Linked DNA regions of Oryctolagus cuniculus: regions 1 and 3 are each linked to region 2. A link is a contact called in public Hi-C and Micro-C data. All regions are on one chromosome and are shown on one strand. The core of a region is the stretch at or near the end of the contact, and the rest is flanking DNA. Distances in the headings are between cores, read along the strand shown.

Region 1 (3,555 bases), core at 511-3,010, 290 kb after region 2:
AATTGCTAGACAAAAACCTGGGAGCATTTGGATGTAATATTTGGGTAGGAAATTCGTTCCAGACAAACAGAAAACCCAGCAGCTATCAAACAGAACACTCATAAAAGTGACTCCATCAACATTTAGAATTGAAGAATGATAACTACCACACACAAAGTCAAAAGACGGAGTAGATAGTCAAAGGCCTAATTTCTTCAATATTTAACAAGCATTTGCCTTTCTCCTCTTTCCCCACCATCGTGCGGAGTGCACCTGACCCTCACCGTGTCTTCTCACAAGACTTTCAGAACCAAGAGATTCCTGGCCCAAACACACGGTCACTCCGTGCCCCCCATGGATTTGGATGAAAACCAGTCATAGAATCAGGTGTAACTCAAAGAGGAGACACTGGAGAAGGACCACGCTGGCTCTACAAGGAACTGGACTGGAGACGGATGGCACACACACATACGCTGCATCAGGCCACTGTCTTCTTAACCACATCCAGCTGGAGCTGTCGCCACTGTCTGCACAGCTGGACATGCTTGACTGGGGCTGTGACCAGGGGGTCGGTTCGCTGATAAATATGTCAAATCTTTGGTGGGGGTGGGGAGCATTGCGATTCACGAGAAAATGCCAGCAATCCAGTAGAAATAGGCAAAGCACATAAACCATCCAGTCCTAGAATTCAAACAGCTTTTACTCACGTGAAAAAGAATTCACTCAAAACTTAAAAGTTGCAAATTAGCTCAGGCAGATCTCATTTGTTAACCTCTTCCTGGACAAATACCTCAGTGTTATCAGGATGGGCAATGGCCTGCGGTCGTTAATACGACTGAGAATGGAGGCCACCTTTTCAGGGTTAATTGGCAAGATCTAGAAAAATAAAAAACTGCAAATAATCTTCAAAGGGACAATTCTACCTCCAGAAATTCACCCTGTAGACCCAGCTGCATAGGTAATCCAAAATGCACACAGCAGATACTCAGTGCAGAACTGCTTCTAACATCAAAGGGCTGGAAGTGACCTCAGTACCCTACACACCTGATGTGATAACCTGGAGGGGCTGGCACAGCAGAACGCCCGGCGGTCACTCTGAAGGAACGCGTGGATCCTCACGCACCGCCCTGCGACCATGTCCAGGACACAGGATAAGGGACAGGGGCGGCCCCATCCACGCAGCTGGGATGTGCGCCCAGCATGTTAGGAGGTAGCTGTGTCCTTGTGTTCCGTAAGGAATCACAACAAAGTATTCGCAGTATCTGCCCGCTCTGAAATCAGGAGAGAAGGGCAGGGATTATTTTTCCATTTGGAAGGCCTGCTAATGCTTAAAATAGACATGAAGTCAACATTTAAGACAGGGGGGGGGGGGGGGGAGTGGGCGAGGATTCCCTGGCGCCTTGAGCTTCGGTATCAGGAGGAGTCCCCACATCCCACCCAAGCAAAGAGCGAGTCAAACTCTGGGGGAAGAAGAAAGGCAGGACGGGGGGAAATCAGTGGAAGGAAATGTACAACGTCGAGCAGATATAAAGAAAATAAAAACGAGGCAAGGAAGGCTTGGCAGGAGCACTCTCCGCACGCACGCCCTCTCTCCTCCAGGGGCGGCCGGGAGCTCAGTCGCGGAACTCGCTCCCTGCCCCCAGGGTGGCGCGGGCCCGCCCGGCAGGTGCAAAGCTGCAGATGGCCCTCGGTCGGCCTGCCGGCCCCTGCTCCGCCCCGCGCGCATTCGTAAGGCCACAGTGCGACCCAGCGGGCCGCGGGGAAACTGCGCGGCCGCAGGCCGGCACCCGGCCCCGCAGAGTCGCCGCCTCCTGCCCGGCCACCGCGCTGCAGGAGAGGTGCGTGCCGGGGCAGTCTCCTGCCTCCAGCGTGCCCTGAGACCACGCTGCTAAACCTGGCGGCCCTTGCTACTCCACGCTCATCCAGGTGAAAATGAGTGTGCTGGAGCTTTGTGGTTGAGGGATTCAGAATCCCAGCCATCTGGTCCTTGCTACAGTCCCAGAAAGGAGCTGTACGTTTCTGGCTGAAGAAGAAGGGTACCAACCGAGTAAAGCCTATAGATGCCAGTTGTAGAGGCAGGCTCCGCGGAATGGCCGCGCCTGCCTGCCCTGTCTGCCCGCCCGCTGCCCTGGGATTGTGGCTCGGCTCTCACCACAGGCCGCTGTGATCGGGATCTGCACGTCATCCTGTCTAGCAGACCCTCAACCTCCCTGAACTGAAGCCCAGCCCTCCTCACCTGTGACAGGAACAGGGGGAAAGACAAAGCCTGCAGAGGTTAGGAGCATGGGGCAAGTCACAGCAGCCACACTCCCCTATTTTACTGGCCTCCTGAGTGGATTCCTGAACACCAAGTAACCGTTCATTATGCTGAGCCCTTGAACCACCGGTCTCCGTTTCTCAAGGAATCCCCTAGCACATTAGTTTGAGGCCACAGTAAACCCACATAACCTGTGGGCTCACGTGGTGGTGCAGTGGGTTAAACCACCCCTTCCTTGGCTTGCTGGCATGCCACATCCAACTCTGTTGAGTTCTAATTGCTAGGGCCCCTGCCACCCATACAGGAGACCCAGAGGAGCTCCTGGCTCCTGGCTTCACCCTGGCCCAGCCCTGGCTGTTGCAGCCATTTGGAGAGTGAACCAGCGAATGGAAGATCTTGTTCTCTCTGTGTGTCTCTCCCTGTCACTATGCCTTTCAAATAAAATCTTAAACAGACATGTAACTTAAAAAAAAAAAAAAGATTTATTTACTTATTTGAAAATCAGAGTTACACAGAGAGAAGGAGAGGCAGAGAGAGAGAGGTCTTCCATCTGCTGGTTCACTTTCCAGTTGGCCACAACGGCCAGAGCTGTGCCGATCTAAAGCCAGGAGTCAGGAGCTTCTTCTGGGTCTTGCACATGGGTACTGGGACCCAAGGACTTGGGCCATTTTCTACTGCTTTCCTAGGCCATAGCAGAGAGCTGGATCAGAAGTGGAGCAGCCAGGACATGCACTGGTGCCCATATGGGATGCTGGCACTGCAGGTGGTGGCTTTACCCACTATGCCAAAGCCCAGCCCCCAGCCATGTAACCTGAATATCAGGCAACCACGTATGCAGTGAGCTCACATTTTACAAAGGAAAATTCCCTGAAGACACAGACTGGGTTTGGGGAAATTGGAGCCCACTTGAAAATATGCTGTGGCATAGTAGGCTAAGCCTCTGCCTGCAGCACCAGCATCCCATTTGGGCACTGGTTCATGTTCCAGCTGCTCCACTTCCAATCCAGCTCCCTGCTAATGTGCCTGGGAAAGAAAAAATGACTCAGGTCCCTGAGCCACTGCCAGACGCATGGGAGACCTAGAAGAAGCTCCTGGCTCCTGCCTTTGGCCTGGCATAGCCTCTGTCCTTGGGGCCATTTGGGGAGTAAACCAGCAAATGGAAGATTTATCTCTTTCAAATTAATAAATTGCCTTTCAAATAAATAAATCTTTTTTAAAAAGATAAATATTTAGGATATAAATAATAAGGGAATAAAATGGCTGTGTCTATGATTGGTGTCATTCAGTTGTGCATAAATGTTTAAATCACATACTTGACC
Region 2 (3,557 bases), core at 163-2,662:
TTTGAAGCCTCTCTCCCGCCACACACTTAAGCTTTGGGGATGGGGATTTTGCACAGCAACCAAGACATCACTGGGGCTGCCTGCCGCCTAAACTGGAGTGTCTGTGCCAAGTCCCAGTCTGCTTCCAACTCCAGCGTCCTGCTAATGCACGCTCTGGGGTGCAGCAGGTGACGGCTCGAGTACGTAGGTCCCTGCCTGCCACCGACGTGGGAGACCTCGGTTGAGTTCTAAGCTCCTGGCTTCTGCCTGCTCAGATTCCAGCCGTCAAGGGTATTTAGGGAGTGAATCAGCAAATGGAAGATCTCTGTCTCACTGCCTTTCAAGTTACAACGAAAAAATGTAATTTAAAATAAGTCTTTAAAAAACAACTAACATAAAATGCTTTATTCTGGGAAAAAAAAGAGGAAGGGATCTGACCTTTGCCTAAGACCTAACTGTACTGAATTACCCTCTTTTGCAGCCTTGGCCTCTTTCCAAGTTCATTCTTCCCCACCGTGTCAGCTTTAGCGGGATATAACTGACACACAGAAATATTATGGTATGCCGCTTGATGGTTTTCTGAGGCAATTTTAACATCTTGGCATTTGCATCCGAGCTCCTCCATTGCATCCAGCCCAGTTCCCAAGTTGTGTGATGGGCGCAAAGCATCTTCCCTCCCCCTCACTCTCCCCCTCCCCCTCACTCTCCCCCTCCCCCTCGGTGTTGTCTTAAATAAGCAGGTTGGGAACCCAAATCCTCAATCCTTGCAGTTTGTTTCAACACCAGAGGGCGCTCTTTCAAGAGCCCTGCCTCCAGCTGGGCTCCTCACTCAACCAGGCTGATCATGTTTGGGGGCTGCCTCACTAACAAGAAACGCCCATGTCTGGCCAGGCCGAAATGGCGGGGCTGACAGGATGGGAAACAAGGCTGGGGCTGGGGGAGGGGGCTGAGGACACGAATAAGCAAAAGCCACAAACTGCCAGCACAGGAAACAAGCCACTCCTAGCCCCAGAAACCCACGCTTGGCAGGTGTAAAAGTGAAGTAGACACACGTGGTCCCAGCAGTCCCCAGCCGCTCCTCCCCAGCTGCGACTGCAGGAGAGGACTCATCCCCACAGAGGATCCCCGGCTGGTGCAACAGGAGGCATGCGCACTTGGAAAGCAGGCAGGGGAGCCGGACGATGCCCAGCGATGGCCGGGAGGGAGCAGAGCACGTGGCCAGGCATGGCCCTACCTCGAGGACCCCCACCTCCACGTGAAGGAAGCCGCATGCGCCAGGACAGAGACCTGACATGCAGCCTCACAGGGAGCAGGGCGGCGCCCTTGCTGCTGGGGGGTGGAGGAGGGGCCCGCTCCACCCACCCTCCTAACGGAGCCCTGAACCCAGGAGCCTTAACTAGTGCGGGCGAGGTGCCACGCACTAACTGCACAGAGGAGGAAGCAGACTCCACTGCTCAGGAGCCACAGGGCATAAGTCGGGCAGGGCCCAGGCCTCTCTCCTCTTCAAAGCATACTGGGCGGGGCTTCTGGCGCAGTGATTCAGTGGCCACACCCCACACTGGAGCGCTTGGTTCCTGTCCCGGCTCTCTATTCCTGATCCAGCTTCCCGCAGACACGAACCCTGGCCCTTAGTACTTGCGTCCCTGCTACCCAAATGGGAGATCAGATTGAGTTCTGAGCTCCTGGCTTCAGTCTGGCCCAGCCCCGACTGTTGCAAGCACTTGGGGAATGAACGAGTGGATGAAAAAAATCTCTCTCTACCTTTAAATAAATATATATTAAAATAATAATGATAATAACAAAGTACTTTGGTGGGGGAGGGGGCAGGCAGCCAATTGGCCTGGCAGTTTAGCAACCCCACATCCCAGAACAGGCACTGGGGTCCAGTGGATTAAAGTGGCACGTGGGACACCAGCCTCCCACCTGCCTTGGATCCTGGCTGCTCCACTTCCAATCGAGTTTCCTGCTAATGCATCCTGGGAGGTAGGGTGCTTGGGGCCTTGCCACCCACAGACGTGAGAGACCCAGATTGCGTTCTGGCTCCGGCTCCTGGTTTTGGCCTAGCCCAGCCCTGGCTGATGGAAGATCAATCAATTTTTTTTCTCTCTCTACCTTTCAAGTAAAAGGAAAATAAACATATATTTAAAAAAGCAGTAGGGGTAAGCTTTATGACATACAGGGCAAAGCTGCCACCTGAGATGCTAGCATTCCATATGAGCACCGGTTCGAGTCCTGGCTGCACCACTTGTGATCCAGCTCCCTGCTAATGTGCCTGGGAAAGCAGATGACCCCAAGTGTTTGGGCCCCTGCATCCACCTGGGAGGCCCGGAAGAAACTCCTGGCTCCTGGCTTGGGTCTGGCCCAGCCCTGGTCTTTGTTGCCTTTTGGGGAGTGAACCAGTAGATGGAAGCCCTCTCTCCCTCTCCCTCTCCCTCTCTCTCCCTAACTCTGCCTTTCAAATAAATAAAATAAATGCTTACAAAACAAAAATAGCAGCTCACATCCCATATCCCAGTGCTTTTTTTTTTTTTTAAAGATTTATTTATTTATTTGAAAGTCAGAGTTACAGAGAGGCAGAGGCAGAGAGAGAGAGGTCTTCCAGCCATTGAGTACAGGTCTTCTACTGTTTTCCCAGATGATAGCAGAGAGCTGTATAGGAAGTGGAGCAGTCGGGACTTGAACCGGCATCCACATGGGATGCTAGCACCACAGGCAGTGGCTTTACCTGCTATGCCACAGCGCCAGCCCTTGGGTTCAGGTTCTGACACTGCTGTCCACCCCAGCTCCCTGATAATGCACACCCACAGAAGCAGCAGTGATGGTTCAAGCACTTAGGTCCCTGCAGCCAAGCGGGGACCTGGACTGAGTTCCACAATTCAGTTTGGCCTTACCCTGGCTGTTGCAGGAATTTGGGAAATGGGCCAGAGAGTGGGAGCTTGCTCTGTTTAACAAATAAATAGATAAAAATAATAGTTCTAGGAGCCCACATTGTGGGGCATAGCCGCTTAAGCCATACCTGTGATACCAGCATTCAATATGGCTGCTGGGCCAAGTCCTGGCTGCTCCACTTCCGATCCACATCCCTGCTAATGTACCTGGGAAGCAGCGCTGGATGGCTCAAGTGTTTGGGCCCCTGTAAGCACGTGGGAGACCTGGATGGAGTTCCAGGCTCCTGGCTTGGGCCTGGCCCAGCCCCGGTAATGGCAGCCACTTGGGGAATGAACCAGCAAATGGAAATCTCTGTGTGTCTCTCTCTGTCACTCAGGATTCCAAATAAATAAATACATGCTTTAGACAAATAAGTCAAAGTTCTTAGGAAACAAAACCCCAGGACTGGAAGAAGCTGATGGGCCTGGTTGACCTGGCAAACCTTACACAAATTGTGCACCGAAACAAGAAAGCTCCATACACTGACAGATTCCAGACCAAATGCAGACAAACAGGGAGGAAGATCAAAGCCTCATCATCCACCTAGGGGATGGGTGGGGCTCCCACAAGGTAACAACTGCAGGGGAGGGGAAGGCAGTGGTTACTGTGTCTCCTCTAATTACTTCCTCTTCTGCCGCACAGCTGGGAGA
Region 3 (3,491 bases), core at 113-2,612, 280 kb after region 2:
AACTAATTCCCAAGTACTTCGCTGTATCATAAAGGAGAAAACCTGGTGCTTCTGAAAGGGTGGAGCTGAAAGACAAGGCACAGCCCTGAAGTCTAGCGGCAGCTATTGCTGCCAACTGCGGAGAGAGCTCCTGCACGGGCAGAAGCAAAATGCAATATGAAGGGGAGACTGGAGACAACTCCACCACGATGCTGACGAAACTCAAGGGCCCTTGGCTAGCAAGGGGCCTCTCCTAAAGTCCTCCATTTCATCCCCTGCTTGCATATTTGTGTTTTTTCCAAAGGATGACCCCCAAAGGGAGACAAGCTTGGGACTCTTATAAACCTGGATGAGACCATGAATTTATCCGATGCGAGACTCACCCTCTAGCTGCAGATTCAGAGACCATGCAGGGCCTCTTTGCATGGAAACCCAGCCCTACAGAATATGGACACAGGCACAGATGCCCGTGGAGGCCACACCCACTCACCTGTGCCCCATGGAAGGAAAAGGGGAGTCACTGAATTACTTCTCACCTATCCAGGGAAGGCTCAGTGCACCGAACCCTGAAAGACAGGACATCTGTGCGCCCCATGGGTGCAATGGCAGCAGCAAGGACCCAGGGAGAGTGTCCTCCTGCCTCAGGCGCAGTCACTGGGTCCTACCTTCCTACAGCCGGAGGTGGCCCTGACTCTAAGAAGGCAGACTGCCACGCCCCAACAGGGACAGCAAGAAGACACTGTTGACATTTTGCTCACTGTAGATTTTGCTGTTAATTTTTACTGCATAACAATAATATTCATCTCAATTACTGAGTTTGTTTTGTGCCCCCCCCCATTAAATTCTGTGCCTTGTCACTTCACCCTCACCCCATAATGCTTGTACGTAGATCTACACCCAAGTCACCATAAAAGTCCACATTTCTACCTAGGCTCAGGATACAGAGTGCTTCTGTTCTATGACAAGATTAAAAGCCTGAGGAACATTTATACCAGATAGGACAATCACAAGATGGCAGATTTGATGTTCAGGTCCTCAGGGGAAATGAGACAGAGAACCACAAAGTCTCTTCATGACAATATTGCACAAATGTGGCTCTGACAACACACGAATGCAGGGCGATCCCACAGCAAACAGTCCCAGACAAGTTGTCCTGTGGGGTCGGCGTCCTTCCGTCATTTTAGGCATGCAAGGCAAGCCAGTACTTGTAAAGGGATGAGCCCAGGGAACAGGAATGAACTTGAAGGATTTCGCAGAAATGCCAGCCCCAGAGGTCTAGAAACAAAGCTGAGCAAACCACAGCCCGAGGCTGCTGGGTGAGTCAGGGCTTTCTCAGCAGGGCAGCTCTGCTGGCCTGGGCTACCCCTGGGAACTGCAGGCAGCCTCAGGAGCCATCCGCACAGCGAATGCATGGAAAATGTTAGGCGCGGTGTAGTTGGAACATGACCCCACCTAGACCGCTCCCTGAAATTGCAAAGCTTTCAAACACTGCCCCCAGCCAAGGAGGTGCTGTCTCAGGCTAGGGCCCTAACCTGAGCAGTCCTCCAGCCACAGAGCTGCCTGGAGCCTGAAGAAAAACTTCTAAGAGAAAGTTGTCCTCAGCGAGGAGGGGCCGTGTGAGACTGGATTTTACTCCAGGCGATGGACCACAGGCAGGTGTTCTCTGTATTCAGGTTTGAATCCCAACATTTGCAAAGATATCGAGGGCAAATATTGAGCTTCTTCCTGCTCTGGTTATCAGTTGGTGGTTTTTCTAAATCCTACATAAACAGGGAAATCCTAAATGACTTCCCAAAAGACAACTGAGAAGACAGAATACACGCAGCAGCCTAACCTCCCCCATCCCATTAGAAGTAACAGAACTAATTTTTTAAAAGATTTACTTATTTATTTGAAAGGCAGAGTTAGAGAGAGAGAGAGAGAGAGAGAGAGAGAGAGAGAGAGATCTTCCACACATTGGTTCACTCCCCAAATGGCCACAATCGCCAGAGCTGGGCCTGTCTGAGGCCAGGGACCAGGAGCTTCATCCAGGTCTCCCACATGGGTATAGGAGACCAAAGACTTGGGCCATCCTCCACTGCTTTCTTAGGTGCATTAGCAGGGAGCTGGATTGGAAGTAGAGCAGCTGGGGCATGAACTGGCGCCCATCCAGGATGTTGGCATTGTAGGTGGTGGCTTTACCCTCTATGCCACAGTGCTGGCCCGAGAAATCATTTCTAAATAAATAAATCAGAAACAGTGAAGGTGAGGGACTGACACTGTGGCACAGCTGGTTAAGCTGCTGCTTCAGACACCAGGGTGCTGGTTCGAGTCCCAGATGCTACATTTCTGACCCAGCTCCCTGCTAGTATCTCTGGGAAAGCAGCACAAGATGGCCCAAGTGCCTGGACCCCTGCCACCCATGTAGGAGACCTCTATGGCGTTCCCAGCGCCTGGCTTCAGCCTGGCCCAAACCTGACTGCTGTGGCCATTATGGAGTGAATCAGCAGATAGATCAGTCTCCCTGTCTGTTTCTCTCTCTCCCTCAGTTTGTTCCTCTGCCTTTCAAACAAATAAACAAGCAAAAAAAAAATTTTTTTAACAGTAAAGGTGTACAAAGAAAGGCAACCTCTGTGGCCATCCTGAAAGACATAGACAGATGGGCTCAGAGTGAGAAACCCAAGCCACATACAGGAGAGAAGAGCAGTATACAGTGGAGATGCTTCCAAGGGGCCCTAAATTAGACAAAGAAGATGTTGGGAGGCTGTGTGGACCAGAGAGCCCTGGGCTACCATTAGAGCTACTTTAGCCATCACTGTAGGTGCAGACACACAGGTAGTCCTACACACACGTGCTAAGCAGTGGGAGCAGCACATTCCAGAGACATCCACGCCCAGCAGCTGAGCCACAGAAGCCAGGCAGTGCTTCAGGGAGCTGGCCTCGCCCAGGAGGAGTGGTGTGAGTGTCCTGGCCAGAAGACTGCTGACTCACTCTGCCCAGTGCCATGTCCTGCTCCTGCCCTACCCCAGGACGAAGCACATTCTAGATTTACCATCTGGGCCTCCTGAACCAGAAAGGCTCACACAATCACAAGCCACCAAACACTGGATAAAACACCTCTGGGACAGAAAGTCATGGATTACCATTAAGACAAGAGCAACATTCAGAAACAAGTCATTGAAAACTCAGTAGATGGATGAAACAGCAGAATGGGCACAACAGAAGGGAGACTTAGAAAGCTGATACATGGCTGGCGCCGCGGCTCACTAGGCTAATCCTCCGCCTGTGGCACTGGCACCCGGGTTCTAGTCCCAGTTGGGGGGGGGGGGGCCGGATTCTGTCCCGGTTGCCCCTCTTCCAGGCAAGCTCTCTGCTGTAGCCTGGGAGTGCAGTGGAGGATGGCCCAAGTGCTTGGGCCCTGCACCCCATGGGAGACCAGGAGAAGCACCTATCTCCTGGCTTTGGATCGGCACGGTACGCCGGCGGCGGCGGCCATTGGAGGGTGAACCAACGGCAAAGGAAGACCTTTCTCT

The links. A called contact is a pair of places that touch in the nucleus more often than the background predicts.
Region 1: a contact with region 2 is called in a Hi-C map of an unstated tissue, with 8 times the contacts expected there. The contact joins two enhancer-like sites. A contact is called at or near these places in 4 of 6 Hi-C or Micro-C datasets (ear pinna, embryonic fibroblasts, psoas muscle and 1 more).
Region 3: a Micro-C map of ear pinna shows a contact between it and region 2, with 5 times the contacts expected there. The contact joins two enhancer-like sites. A contact is called at or near these places in 2 of 6 Hi-C or Micro-C datasets (ear pinna and skin fibroblasts).

The regions. Positions count from the first base shown.
Region 1 is chr3:68,933,866-68,937,420 of mOryCun1.1, forward strand. No RefSeq gene overlaps it. Among named protein-coding and RNA genes, the nearest start is that of DLX2, 46 kb to the right of the region's middle. Within about 2 kb of position 1,761, at least 4 of the 8 cell types and tissues checked have an H3K27ac peak or open chromatin away from gene starts, as enhancers often do.
Region 2 is chr3:68,641,244-68,644,800 of mOryCun1.1, forward strand. All of the region lies in intron 1 of ITGA6 (integrin subunit alpha 6), which reads right to left. Among named protein-coding and RNA genes, the nearest start is that of ITGA6, 36 kb to the right of the region's middle. Within about 2 kb of position 1,413, at least 2 of the 8 cell types and tissues checked have an H3K27ac peak or open chromatin away from gene starts, as enhancers often do. A contact at or near this core is called in ear pinna, where this site is marked.
Region 3 is chr3:68,916,484-68,919,974 of mOryCun1.1, forward strand. No RefSeq gene overlaps it. Among named protein-coding and RNA genes, the nearest start is that of DLX2, 64 kb to the right of the region's middle. Within about 2 kb of position 1,363, at least 2 of the 8 cell types and tissues checked have an H3K27ac peak or open chromatin away from gene starts, as enhancers often do. A contact at or near this core is called in ear pinna, where this site is marked.